2 separate regions of the Hordeum vulgare genome follow, and region 1 is linked to region 2. Evidence: chromatin contacts called from public Hi-C data. All regions are on one chromosome and are shown on one strand. The core of a region is the stretch at or near the end of the contact, and the rest is flanking DNA. Distances in the headings are between cores, read along the strand shown.

The links. Hi-C and Micro-C count contacts between places; a contact is called where the count stands out from the background.
Region 1: a Hi-C map of leaf shows a contact between it and region 2, with 6 times the contacts expected there. The contact joins two enhancer-like sites. A contact is called at or near these places in 2 of 6 Hi-C or Micro-C datasets (both in leaf).

Annotation. Positions count from the first base shown.
Region 1 is chr6H:507,814,751-507,822,149 of MorexV3_pseudomolecules_assembly, reverse strand. No RefSeq gene overlaps it. Among protein-coding and RNA genes, the nearest start is that of LOC123402189, 28 kb to the right of the region's middle. Within about 2 kb of position 2,284, at least 3 of the 3 cell types and tissues checked have open chromatin away from gene starts, as enhancers often do. A contact at or near this core is called in leaf, where this site is marked.
Region 2 is chr6H:507,749,180-507,756,393 of MorexV3_pseudomolecules_assembly, reverse strand. No RefSeq gene overlaps it. Among protein-coding and RNA genes, the nearest start is that of LOC123403814, 10 kb to the right of the region's middle. Within about 2 kb of position 2,068, at least 3 of the 3 cell types and tissues checked have open chromatin away from gene starts, as enhancers often do. A contact at or near this core is called in leaf, where this site is marked.

The sequences.
Region 1 (7,399 bases), core at 1,035-3,534, 66 kb before region 2:
GCACATGGCGCTTCCCCCTAGCCTGTCGGCGTTGCGGGTTCGCGATCTCTGCGTGGAAAAAGATGCATGTCAAGATAATCGATCCATTTTGCCGGAATAGATGGATGGCTACCTTGCGATCGAAGCATCGCATTTGCAGGACCTTAGGCGCAAGGTTGCATTCGTTTGGACCGACCTTCCATGAGAGATCGGTCCCGCGATCGGAAAATGCAGCACTCCATTTGCTAGCTTCCAAACAAAAACACATTTGGGATCGATTTAAGTGGATGGACCACTTCTTTGTTGGGGTTTCTTTTTCCTCCACCCTTCGTTCCTTTTAATCTACACCGCCTCCACAATAAGCCAGCAAAATAATTGCCTAGGCAGTTAGCACTAACGAAGTGACGATCGATGTGAAAAAACCCACTCACGTCGCTCTCGACCGATCCTCCGGAAGATGACGCATCATGCAATCTCTTCATTTTTGTTACCACTTTGCATCTGAAAGCGTGATCCTTTGCCGCGCGTATTGTCAAATCGCCGCTACACGATCTTCTCATTGCTTATTGTAAATTACTAGCAGCTGACGTTACCATCGACCTGACGATGAAGACATCATATAATGCATTGCAGGAGCACATGATGCTTCTCCATGACGATCCATGAGCTTAATTAATAAAGCCGCCCGACAAAACGGGCACCTATGCGTTACCAAAAATGCTTAAATACGAGGTGAGCAGCTCGCTCCTTTCTCCTAGACATGTGCGGTTTAATCAAGAAACTTATACTAGGATACCCATAGCTCTCGGTTGGCCACCAAGGTTTAGTGTCCATTCCACTCGCCGATGCGCACTTGTGAGCGACAGGAAGCATAATTTAATTTACGTCGTCTGATTTCGCTGCTTATTGCTGAATACTCGAGCATCATTGTGCCTGCCCGTGCCCGCGGCCTGAATATTTTAGCGCCTCGAAGAAACAATATCCCGACTGTTCCAGGTTCCATCATTGTCTGCACATATATATCCAACTAGTTCAGGGATCAGTGTGGATAGATAGAAGATGTAGAATAGTAGGCTTGGAAGGAATTGGTGGACGTGCCTCCGTTGTGGAGAGCACCCACCCATGGCACTCGCCAGGCTCCGCTTCTGTCCGGCTACAGGCCCCGACTGTTCCCGCATGGGACGGGGCATTGTCTTCTTCCCCTAGCTAGACTGCACGCGCACGCGCGCACAGCATATTGCATGTTTGATTCTGCTGATTGATAATCGCAACTTGCGAGCGCTGGTCGCCCGCCCCTGAATGCTGCTCCTGTGCTCCATGACGTACGCCATGCTTGTTTCACGAGCCGTAAATTTATGCACACGCGCGCGCACACGCTTGTTTCAGTTTTTTAACAACCGGTACGTACGCATGCAGGCTGCGGCCATGGATATATGTACTGATGAATCGCGTCAAGGATATGTACTGATGTATGTATCGAGCGTGAACGGATTGAAAGTTGGTGCTCTGTTCGATCCGGCTGCGTGCCGAATGCATGCATGATCGTAGTCGGGAGGTTGGATGCTAGCTAGCGAGCTGTCGATGGGAACCGACGGACCGTCGAAGCTGTTTGGGTGTCGTCTGGGCATGGTTGTTGCGGTGCAGATGTTGATCACGGTCCCTGTCCGCGATCACGTCGTCGACTGCAACACAACACGGAGGCGGAGCCCTCGTTCAAGCTGGCTGGTGACCTCGCCTCAGCCCGGTGGCCGGCCATCGACGGACGCTGCCATGGGCACCGCTCCAAGGCCCCAGGAGAAGAACTGCACACCCGCCCCGTTGCAGTCCACTCGTGGTAGAGTAGTACGTTCGTGCCTTTTTATTTTAATTTTTTGTAAAACGAAGACTCGTACGAGTCCGGTTTTAAATTAACAAAGCCATCAGGATTACAACTGCCGTCAACTTACGAGGTACGTCCAGAGCTCGGCAGAGGTGATCAGGTGATGGAGTGTGGTACTCCTATTATGCATTTACGCCATGCGTGCGGTGGTGTCCGAGTGAGGGTGGCGCTGACGATGCGGCACCGAGCGCGACGGTACGTACGCCTGGCCGAGAGCGCTCGACGATCGCTTTCGGGGCATTCATCGGGCTGCATGGACGCATATGCCGGACGGCGACGTGGTGATCGATCAAGCCGAGCGCGGCCCTCTTCCAGGAAAGCTCAGGCGAGAAACCCGTCGCCGTCCGGCCCGGTACGCGCTGTACAGCGTAAAAGATGCTGTCGGGGGGGCATGCACATTTACGACGGAGACGGAGACGGAGGCGTACCATCCATCACATGGCCCCGCAAATTTCGCCAGCATCTAGCTCATGTCGCCAGCGATGCACCTCATGCACGGCCGGCGCTCATCTCTTTCACCATGAGAGGAACAGAAACGCCGCTGCGGTCGAAGGATTTGATTTCCTCCCCGGCCTCTCGCTGTTCGCCGGTGGCTCGACTGCTCGAGTAGTAATGGCTGGCTGACAGGGTGAGAAGCGTGCGTGCGTGCATGGGTCGGTTGCTATTGCATGCATGCATGCACTGCGGTAGAAGTGTAGACGACGGTGAACGTGGGAAGCAGCAGCAGTATCGGCATGATACCGACGTTGTTTTATGTGCAGACTAGATCAGAATTCAGAGGCCATATGCCCATCCTCTTTCAGCGCTTGCTTCCGGTGTTCCTCTCTCTGACATGCGAGTGGACGTGACAAAGCAATGGGGGCCGGGGTCCAGGTGCGTCGAGAAAGACGGGATGGAAATGGCCCAGGTCTGTCGGGGCAATATTACTCGGTTTTTCAGTGGTTTCATGGCTGCGTCTGCACGGTAACTAGGCCGAGCAGAGGAGGCCGAAAGTCCGTTGGGGGCCCAGGCGCTGTTGGGTAGGCCGGCAGCCCCGGAAGCTGTCGTGGGCTCTCGCGCGAGCCAGTCCAGCCGTTCTCGTCCAAGCTCCAAACAGGGCGCCGTCGCTGCCTCTCCTTGACCTCCGGCGCCGCGCTGTCGCTGACAGCGGTGCCGGCGAGGCCAGCCGCCTTGGCGTCACGCGACCGCCACCTTCGGCGTGCGAATAGTCGTGATGTTGGCCGCGCGATGTGCTGTTAATTACTGTACGCGTTGCCGTGTTTGGTGTGGGCGCCATGACAGGGCAGGCATGGAGAGCGGCCGCGGCTGCGAAGCCTCCAACGAACCACGAGCGCCCATAGCGACCGGCGGCAGCCGCTGTCGTGGAGCGCGAGGGCCTTGTCGTCCGCGCAGGAACCGCCCATGGGAGCTGCTCGCCCCGCTGTGCGGCCACGGCGCCCATGCGCGCGAGGCATCCGGATTAGCGACGGACATAACAGGGGATCGAGCGAGCACCGCGCCAAGACCGGATCATGCCATGCGTCCGTGTCAGCGCGATCGGGCGTGTCCGGATGATCGACGCGGTGCACGCCGAGGACGCTTGGCGTTGGCGAGGCTCGAGGTCGATGCATGGCCCCGTGGTGACCGTGGGTGATCGGAAGCTGCCACACGGAGGCGCCCGCTCGGCTCACTGCTCGGGCACAGTTCAAGTTGCCGGCCCGGGTAAGAGGAAACTGACGCGAGGAAACGGCATGGCGCGGTGTGACATGTCTCTGCGTACGCGTCCGTGTCAGCGCGTGTCAGAGGAGGGCATGCATGCATGCGATCGTTCAACGCCCATGGTCTCGCAGTGCGATCATCATCAGATGCTCGATCGGACCACGGGCAAGTCCCAGTGACACTGATGGATGGGTCGATGCGGGTCAGAGAAAGAACTGCAAGTGCAAAAGCCGCACCTCCCGTATATGTGGTGACTGTGGTTTGCTGCGACGGTTACTGCTGCAAGCGTGGGCATGGCGGGGCGGGGCACCCTCAGACGAGGACGACGGGCGTCCCCACGTGCCGGCGGTGTCGGGCACCGGCACCTTTTGCCGAAAGGGGGCCAATGCAGGAGCAGAACTGGACCGAGGCAGCCTCCGGAGCGAAAAGGCAAATCCATGTGCGCGCGCGCGCGCCGCCGTGCTGGCCGACGCCGGGAGAGCGAAAGCCCCGCGACCGTAGCCGTACTGGTGCGCGCCGGCGAGACGGGCGAGCAACGCTGGCCTCTACACAGCTCTGCATGTCGGGACGTGGCCATGGACCATCAACCGCGACGCCTTCTCTGTGCTTTGTGGTTCGTACCGTATCGAAGCACCGAAGTGTACAGCGGTGGCGACGCGTGTACGATTGCGCTTATCCTCTTCCTCGGCGATCCGATTCTGATCTTCGCGGCCATGATGAGAGTGCCCTCACGGGCTGCCCATCTTGGCCTGCCCCTCCATGCAGGCGCACCATCATGAGCTCTCTGACGGCGGCCTCTCGATGGCTATTCTTCTATCCCTCTCGCCTTCTCCGGTCGATCCGTCGTCCATGGCTGGTCGCGTCCCCTTTGCATTGGGCCCGACGGATGCAAGTCCCGCTCGTGTCTGGAATCTCTGGACCGGCCGGGTAATCCAGCGCATCCGACGAAGTGTCCTTGCTGTTGCCGCGCACGAAAGTTTCGCTCGCCAGATCGGTCCGCTAGCTTTGGGACAACCGTACGTGTCTATGTTAACATCTTATTATCGGGCGCGCATGATGCATCCCCATCATTTCGTGTTGCCAAGAGCATCTAATCGGGCGCCACAAACGTCAACAAACACGTCCGAGCATGTTCACGGACAATGACCGACCATCCCTTATTTCGCTGCCTGCACAACCGGATACCTCATTGGTAAATTAACAAATTCATACAATCATATGCAATGTAAACTTAACTCTATGTAAACATCTCGATCCCACACGTAGCATCTGGCTATTTCATCATGCATGTGAGTGGACTATCAAAAATTGCCATGCTATGTTGCATCATACATGCCATTAGATTATCAAAATTCGACATATTATTGAAACTAAAGCCATGAAGATAGTTTAGGTTGCCATTTACCTTGCAGTCATTGTCTTGAACGTAGCGATAAAAGACGCAAAATGGATCAAATCAGGTCTGCTCATCGTCGGAGCTATCCGACCCGTCACTCGCCTGCTCCCTCTTCGCTTTGGAGACAGTCCGACAATGGCACAAACCGTCCGTTTTTGCTCCCGGATGAGGACGCGTGTCGCCCTGCTTTGTCGCTTCTCAAGGATGCGGATACAAATGGTTTCCTTGTCCAAGGCGGCATGCGATTGCGCCTCCGCCGCCTCGGCCTCCCTCGCCCTCTGCCTCACATGCCGGGCACACCACAGTATAGCATCAGACGGCCCATCATGCATGCCAGCGCTAACCTCCGACTCGGAGTTGATGCCGCGAGGACTAGGCGCCACCAAAGGGGTTGCGTCGCCACCCCAGAGTTGGGGGCGACAAAAGATGGTCTATGTGTTTGGCGAGGCTGCGGTCAAGCGCCTCGAGCCACCAACCAAATCTGAGCGTCATTTGCGTCGATGAAATAGTTTCCTACCGGATCGAGTTTGATCGCGGTAGGGCACACTCCGTCCCATGAACGGCGTGAGCCATGCGGGCAACAACCTTTTCCTTGTCCCCGCTTGAGACAAGGTCTCGGTTGATGAAACATGAGAGCTTGATGTCCGATCCGTTGCCCAATCATGTCGGAGAATTTTGGAGATCTCTCGAACAAAGCTTGGACAGTGAAGCGGTTAGGGTATGGTCTGAAATACGGACAAAGATGAATATGTGTGGCATCGGGATGAACCAGTGTGGGTCAAATTCGACGTGACGGACGCGTCCGAAACTCTTCATATCCGCTTCAAATCTGGCCTGAATACGAGGGATGTTGGTTTGTATAGTGGCGATTTAAGGGGTGCGGCTAGGTCTACTAGTGGGGACAGGGCCTATAGCCCCGGCCCGTAAGGGGCTTTAGTCCCGGTTCACCAACCGGGACTAAAGGGGCGGGACTAAAGGCCTAACCTTTAGTCCCGACCCTGTTCCAAGCCGGGACAAAAGGTGCTCCACGTGGGCGCCTCGGAGCGCCTTCAGGGGCAGGCCCTTTAGTCCCGGTTCTTTACACGGACCGGGACTAAAGAGTTTCAGATTTTGTTTATTTTTCGGTTTTAGGGTTTTAGGGTTTAGGTGTTCGGGAGATTAACGTGATGCCTCGTTTGGTGTTCGGGAATTAGTTTTCATATAATTCTAAATAGAAATAATTATGCATATATATATAAGATTAACTTATCTTACAAGCGAGCATATATATACAATTATATGGAGATCTGAATTATCGGGACTAGAGCCCGTTTATTCGATTAGATGGACGAACATCAGTAATGGCCCCTATCTACACTAAATCGCCCTTTGTCATCTATAGATTTCGTCTTCAGAAAGGTCGCAAGCTCCTCTGCCACAGCAATCGCGCGTTGCTCTGGTAGGACCTTCTCCCTCATGGCCGTGTACTATATAAGAAGAGGAGATGAATATGAATATCAATCATGATAACAAAGAATGATGGGTAAAAATAGAGGTGTGAATGTTCATTGCTTACGTCGAATCTGTGATCCTTGTGCTCAGAGGTAAACGTGCGAATGGTCTCGTAAACATAGTATCCGCATAGATGCGTCCCCCGTGGCTGCTGGTCGCACTTTACGAGAATAGAATATATATAATCAAAATAATAATCTAGCATCATAAATGTATTGAAAATAGAAGTATATCATACTACTACTTACCTGAACTGCTCTAAAGGTCAGCTTCTCAGGCTCGATACCGGGAGTCACGCACTTGAACCGCTTCCAAACCCTGCCCGACAAGGATAATGATTTGCTAAGTTTTTCATTAATTGATATATCAGAAAATCATCGAAAGAGACCGATAGAGCGCAAGAATGATTGAAATTACCCTTGGAGCATGTCCTGCAGGCTTTGGAACTGTTCCAAGGGTCTCGATAATGTGTCGAAGGCATCAACTCTTCCCTTATCAATTTGAATGTCCAACAGAATCCAATGGAAGCTGCACATGTATATATATATATATATATATATATATGTGTGTGTGTGTGTGTGTGTGTGTGTGTGTGTGTGTGTGTGTGTGTCAGTAACTTATCAATTACACTTATAAGTGAATGGACACAACAGTGTAAAGACCCTCACCTCAAGTTGTATGGAAACAGTATGTGGTCACAGAAATTTTGATCTGTTAGAAACCTTAGAAGGTTTTCCTCCGTCTCCTTGGGTTTATCAGTTAGCGTCGCTATATGTATTTTATCTGGGTCAATAAACCCAATATTTAGGATGTTCCTATTTTTACAATCCAGAATCTTCATTCTGCATAATAGAGTACAAGTTATATATAGACAATGAATTGAAATAACTAAACAAGTTATATGTAGACAACGAATTGAAAAACTTACACACAATAGCAACTCATAAGCGATTTGT
Region 2 (7,214 bases), core at 819-3,318:
AACATTTTTGCTCTTGCCCCACTCTGGGTTTGCACGACCCCTCCAATAGCATGGTTGATAGTATAGCGATATGTTATTATGTTGTCATGTACGGTTAATTCTATATAAGTCAACACATATATACAAGTCATCTATTATTATGATCCATCTTACACTCCGGCACATCTCGACGGTTAGTGATTGGCTAGGGTTAAATCTTTTGAATCTGTCGATTCCTTTCAGTTGTCGAATGCCAGAGATCGGGATTCCTTCTTCAACCTTCATCTCCCCCACGTTCTTCTTTTTGCAACCGCACCACGTACCACCAGCTGAATCATGAGCCACCATTGTTGGCGGCGCTCCCGCGTCAACCTTGCCGCCTCACCCACCGTCATGACGCCGGCGTCCTCGGCCACCCCTTTAACCCCGACGATGATCAGATTTTGTTCGACGAACCTACACCACCCCCGCACCTCCTAGGATATATAATGTGGGTCATCTTCCATCCTAAGATTGATACCGGTGTCGCCTAGCACCCTTCGTCAATTCCCTTCATCACGTAAAATTTAACTGACCAAATTTTAAATTCAGACCAATTATAAATAGCTAAACTGCGGTGATTAACGGTAACAGAGCAATGGTAAAAGGGTGCTCCTAAAATACCCACAAAAGCCGGTGAGAGTGTCTGCCACACATTTTAGTAGATACTACTGGCTTCGGAAAACAGCAGCAGCAACATTTTATCCTGTCCCTTGCAGGCTGCATGGGAATAACTTTGAACTAATTCCATGCGTGTGGACCACAATCATGGCCGTACAAAAGATGTTGGGGGCATACTACTACAGTATTATTTACCCAGCTAATGAGGGGGCCAGCATGCGATGCATGTACTAGACTGGCCAGCGATACTCTGTAAAGACGTTGGGACACACACATCTTATGAGTTTCCGGTACCATCACCGGCTGTAACACTCTACTTACCCAGCTAATGAGAACGTGTACGGTGTACTGGACTGGCCACTGGTACGCTGTAAAGTGCAAAGGCATCAGCGCTTGCACGGTGCCCCCATATGTGAGCCACCATGGCCGAACACAGGTTTAAAATGGCCAAAAGAGAGAGGGGCTAGCCAGATAGGGCCATTGTTTATCAGAAGATTATAATTAGTACGACGAGTAATCACTAGCCCAGTTCGGATTCCAAATGTTATCTTCATCATTCACATGCAGGAGTTACGTGCTAGTAGCTTGTGCGGGAAACAGGGGTAGGCAGGCTGCTAGCTAGGCTTTGGCACAGTGGCCGTTGAGTTGATCCATGAAACGGGGGATTTTGCTGCTGAGGCGGGGTGAAATCCCTCCATGATCAGCTCACGTCTGATCCAGGCCTGTTTCCCGGAAGGAAATTGTTGTTATTTACGCCCGCCAGGCGTGATAAAGAAGAGCCCCTGCCCCGTGAAATCTGACGCTCTAGCCGCTCTAGCTCTAGCTGGGGTCCCTGCTACACTGTGCTCGCTACTACTCCAGTTGCAAGCCGAGAGGGAGAGATTCTTTGGTTGAATGTGTGACTGTAGTGCTCTGCATTCGCGTCCGCTGGTGTGCTCGTCACCGTTCTGTAGAGGATCCGCGCACAGTGCCGTCGTACGTGGAGCCTAGGCTACCCTACCCACAGCCGTAGCGATGATGCGTCGCCCGATCCGGTGAAGAAGGCAGGAGTCCTTTCCGATCAGGTGACTGTGGTTCGGCGATGAAGTGAAGTCAACTGTTCCGTTCCATCCTTTCCGGCCACCAATCCCGCGGCATAAATGGGCGAGGGAGGGATCTCGCCGTCGTCATCCGCCTTGGCGTGCGGCCGGCCGGCTCGATCGATCATTCCATCTCGTCGCTCCCAATGAAGAAGACGCGGCGAATAATACCCTACTCCGCTCTACTCTCTACTGTGGGCTGCATCGGCTGGCGATGACGATGACGATGAGGACGATGATGGGTCGCTCCTTAGCCGCCGTAGGTTGCCGCATCTCGCGCCCATGCCGGCCGCCTGGCCACGGGAAGGAAAACGTGGGACGGTGGGAGGGGCTTTGGACCATGCCCCGTGTCGAGAGAGGCCCAGGCTACGAACCGGCCCAAGCAAGCGCCCCGCCGCGAACGGCCCATCAGCGCCCTGGTCCAGTCCACGCCGGAAGCCCGACGCGCGATCGTCCAACCCGACGCGGCCGACCCGTCGGCCTCCGCCCCTCCTCGCCGGTGAGGCGTACCGATCGATCGGTCGCTCCTGTTTCCGCACGCACACCGGCCGGCCGGCCGGGCTCCTGTGCCATTGCATGCATGTGGGGGACGGACGGACGGCCCGGTGAATTTCCGTCCCCTCGCTCAGTCGCTCGCATTATTATCGTCGCTCATCATCCGTCCACCGGCGGCAGCATGATCGACCGATCCAAATCAAATCAACGCGCTGTCTGCGGTTTCCCGTGACAGTCGCATGTGCCGCTGCCGATTGATACTCCCATTCATCCATCCATACCGACCCGTGCCGGCAGCGGCTCGTGCGCGCGCGCTAATCTTTCCTGGGTTTGACCGGTCAGCCCTCGTGCGGCGCAGTTCATCGCTAATACGGCCGGGACCAGCCAGCTCGTGCACGGCATGTTAGTTCGGACTCCGGAGAGTGAGAAGATCACGTCCGGTTCTGCGGACCTGGATGTAAGCCGGGTCTGGGCTTGACGTGTTTCCGAAGCCAGTGCATGATGAGCAGTCGTCTTTGCCGCCCTACCGTTTCTGTTTGTCGTCCCCCACATTCGCACGCAGATCTCGCCTCGCCTCGCCGCCCCTGCCCTGCATAAAGACCGAGCATCTTTTCTCGACAGGACCAGACGGGTCATGCGCCGTACCGGAGTCCCAGCCCGATCTTATTGATCGTCCTCCGCGTATCGACGCCGCCCGCTTTCCAGCCCGTCCATGCCGTGGTGACCATCGCTTTTGGAGTAGCTTCCGGCGCCTCATGGGGTCCGGCGGCGTGGATGTGGTGACTCATCCACTGCCAATCAATCAACCATGTTAGACACTCGCTGTATTGTATTGCATCAGTTCGTTAGTAGTGTGCGTTGGATACGGATTACGTGCGTATTAGGGGGACATGGACGCTGGGTTCGTGCAAAACATTCCTCGGCTGGAGTAGACCGAGGTCGTTGGTATTGGAGGACTTGTAATGGTGGTGATCCATCTCATTCCACCGAGCCTCTTCCTCGAATCCAGGAATGTGTCGACGTACGGTGAGTTTGGCGACAGGGAATAGGATAATACGGACACCTACGTACAGTACACGGTTTAAAAGAAGTACAGGAGCGCACGCATTGGTATAATCTGTGCATCAGCATTATATGGCCCCTAAAATAGTCCCGGTATATTATTGGTCTTGTGCCGGCCGGTGGTTGGCGCGATGCTACGTTTCGGATCCGCAACAAAACCCGGGGTAGAATAGTGTTTGCCAGATACAGTAGCAGCGTGGTTTCAGATGTAAACGTCTTATACAGTACCTGCACTTCACAAAAGACGAGGCTTGCTGGATTTAAAACCTGAATTGGGATATCGGAACTGAATGCTGTTAACTGCAGCTGGGGAAGGACGAGTCCACGACCCAGAGTCCGGAGAAGGAGACGTAGCTCAAGTAAAGTGTGGTTTGAAGTGTAGAACGACGACGACGATGATGGTAATGTGTGTGTGCGCGCGCGCAGTTGACTACGGGTTTAACCTTCGGAAATAAAACTGTAGAACAATACTAAAAAACAAAATAAATAGAAAAAAAACGAAGAAAGATAGAAAAGGTAGGATGCAAAATGAAAATGAAAAATCTAAAATAAGGCAACTGATCGATTGACATTATACAGTCGTACTGAGTATACTACTGTTGTATAGTTAGGCAGATGTCCATCGTTTATAGATGAACTTGTGTCTCTTGATTGTAACCCTATCCATATCGAATAAAACATTTTTACCCTTGCAAAAAAAAAGCAACGAAAAAAATACAGAGGGAACATAACAAGAAAAAGAAACAATAGGGAAACCGGAAAAAAAACAAAGAAAACAAGCTGCAAAAACCGTAAATGGGTCTGGCCCATAGCACGCTGCCCTGCATAAATCGTCACCTTTTATTTTTCTCATAGTAAGAGCATCTTGAGCCTCGACATGCAAATTTGGATCCTCAAACGTTTACGGACACGCACGTTCAGTGATCGGGTGTGTCTGTTTGAAATCCCTACATTTTCGTCCGTGCAACCACATCTTTTATATTTTTCCTCATATATTCGATCACTTGCATGTGATTGATGAAAATGAAGAGAGAAAAAGAAAATAATGAAAAAAGAAGATGGTCCGGGGTGGAATCGCGTCCTACGTAGCGGACTAACCGAACACGTCCGCGACCCTCATATTGTCTCCATATTTAAGATGGATATAAGGGGTGCCGGTCAGTCCGGACGTTTGAATCATTTTTCGTGACCGACCAGTGATCGGACAAGTTGGCCCAACGTTTAAATAGAGTATAAGTGGTCCTACTGTAGATGTTGTGAGGGCTAATAGATCCTAAAAAGGGTTTCACGTCCGCCTCTGACTAATAGGTACCGCTTGCCCTGTACAGTTTCTATTTGGTTGGGATGGTGACCATTCCACATTTTTCTTTCACAAGTTGTGGATGATGTAAATTCGATTTGAATTAATATAATGCGTCAAGTCGGAAGTGGCTTTCCCCTAAAAAACGGTAGCGCTTGCCTGTAGATTTCCTGCTATGAGCTGCCCAGTAAGACACTTTTACATTTCTATTTCGTTCGGTTGTCCTTTTTCTACTTCCTCTTTTTCACATTACTATGTTTATCCACGACCCAGAGTCCGGAGAAGGAGACGTAGCTCAACTAAAGTGTGGGTTGAAGTGTTGAACGACGACGACCACGATGATTTGTAATGTTGTGTGTGCAGTTGACTACGGGTTTAACCTTCGGAAATAAAACGGTAGAACAATACTAGTAAAAAACAAAATAAATAAAAAATACGAAGAAAGATAGAAAAGGTACGACGCAAAATGAAAAACGAAAATCTGAAATAGGACAATAGAACAAGAAAACCAATAAAAGCAACTGAAAAAACACAGAAGGAACATGACAAGAAAAAGAAACAATAGGGAAACAGGGGAAAAACAAATAAATCAAGCTGCAAAAACCGTAAATGGGTCTGGCCCATAGCACGCTGCCCTGCATAAATCGTCACCTTTTATTTTTCTCAGAGTAAAGCATCTCCAACCATGATTTTTAAATTTGGGCCCTCAAACGTCCCACGGGAACACCCGTCCAATGACCAGACGTGTTTGTTTAGAATCCCTAAATTTTTGTCCATGCAGCTCTATCTCTTATATTTTTTGTCATATGTCCGGTCTCTTGCATGTGATTGGTGGAGAAGAAGAGAAAGAGAAAAAAAATAAACAAAAAAATGTGGTCCGCGATGAGGTCACGTCCTACGTGACGGACTGAGGGGTGTCGATCAGTCCGGACGTTTGATATGGTTATGAGGGTCCGTCTGAGTCGTTTTTTCGTAATTGATCAGTAACCGAAGGGACTGTCCGAACGTTTGAGAAGAATATAAGAGATTCGACCGTAGATGCTGTAAGGGCTAATAGGATTTCACCAGGGGACCCAACCAAGGAGAAATTTTGTGAATGATTTTTATATTTTTTGTAAGGACATCTTCCCTCAAAAAAGGATTCACGTCCGCCTCTGGCTAATAGTTACCTCTTGCCCTGTAGAGTTTCTATTTGGTTTGGGATGGTGACCATTCCACATTTTTTTTTCACAAGTTGTGGATGATGTAAATTCGATTTGAATTAATAAAATGCGTCAAGTCGGAAGTGGCTTTCCCCTAAAAAACGGTAGCGCTTGCCTGTAGATTTCCTGCTATGAGCTGCCCAGTAAGACACTTTTACATTTCTATTTCGTTCGGTTGTCCTTTTTCTACTTCCTCTTTTTCACATTACTATGTTTATTTACTCTTTAATTTTTTTTTAATCTTTTGTTTTCTTTATTTACCGTTGCTCTCCCGGTATAATATGATTTTTTTCTGACATACGTTACTGAACATGTATCTTAGTACACAGTAATTTCTTTCAATGTTTTCTAAATACACAAACATTTATTTCATATCGGTGGACATTTTTTTCCTTGCAGCACCTAAACACGTTTTCCCACACATAGAGCATACTTATAGAGAACACATGAATATTTTACAAAATGTTCATGTGAACAAGTAGTTTTCAAATAGAAAATCCATTTTCAAACCATAAATCAACATTTTGACTCCCAAAGATATTTTGTACATTCAAAACATTTGTACCATACATGATTCTTCTCTGTAATATGTTTCATAAATACATGGATATTTCTTAAATTACATGAATAACTGTAAACATGCAGTAACATTTTTCTATATGCTATTAGCATTTGTTTTGCCTATTAATTTCAAACCCATTGAAAAGAATCAATGCTCATATTATTTTTGCAAAATTATATGAATAAATATTTTTTAATGGGTCGCACGGTTGCAGGCCATTTAGGTATGTCCATGAGCAATGCCTCCCTGCCGCTTGAGGGACATCCTATACGGCGCTGCAGGCGCCCGTTTGCGCTCCTGCTCCCTACAGCGCCCCGTGCTGGGCCAGCTCATCAAACAGCTCCTAGCGTTCCGTTGCAGTCTCTGAAAAAGTTATGTGATTTTGGAAAACTACAGTTCACCGATTTTGCAAAAAAAGTACTTCAAATGGGAAAACTGTTCACACATTTAAAAAAATCTAATTTGAGTTATTTTATCACATTTGAGAAAGGTTCATCAATTTTTATAAAAAGTTTAATGATTTTTGAAAAACGCTCATCAAATTTAAAAAAAATTTAAATCGGTTTTAAAAAAAAGTTCATGAAAATTTGAAAAAAGTTCATCAAATTTGAAGAAAGTTCATCAAATTTTTAAAACAGTTCATCAAATTTGAAAACAGTTTATCATTTTTTTTAAAAGTTCATCGGATTTGAAATAAATTCATTAAATTTTTAAAAAGTTCATCGAATTAAAAAAGAGTTCATCAATTATGAAAAAAATATCACTAAATTTGAAAAAAGTTCATACAATTGAAAAAAAATGTTTTAAGAATTGAAAAAATAATGTATACATTTCAGAAAACAAATAAAAATACAGGGACAAACGAATAAAACACC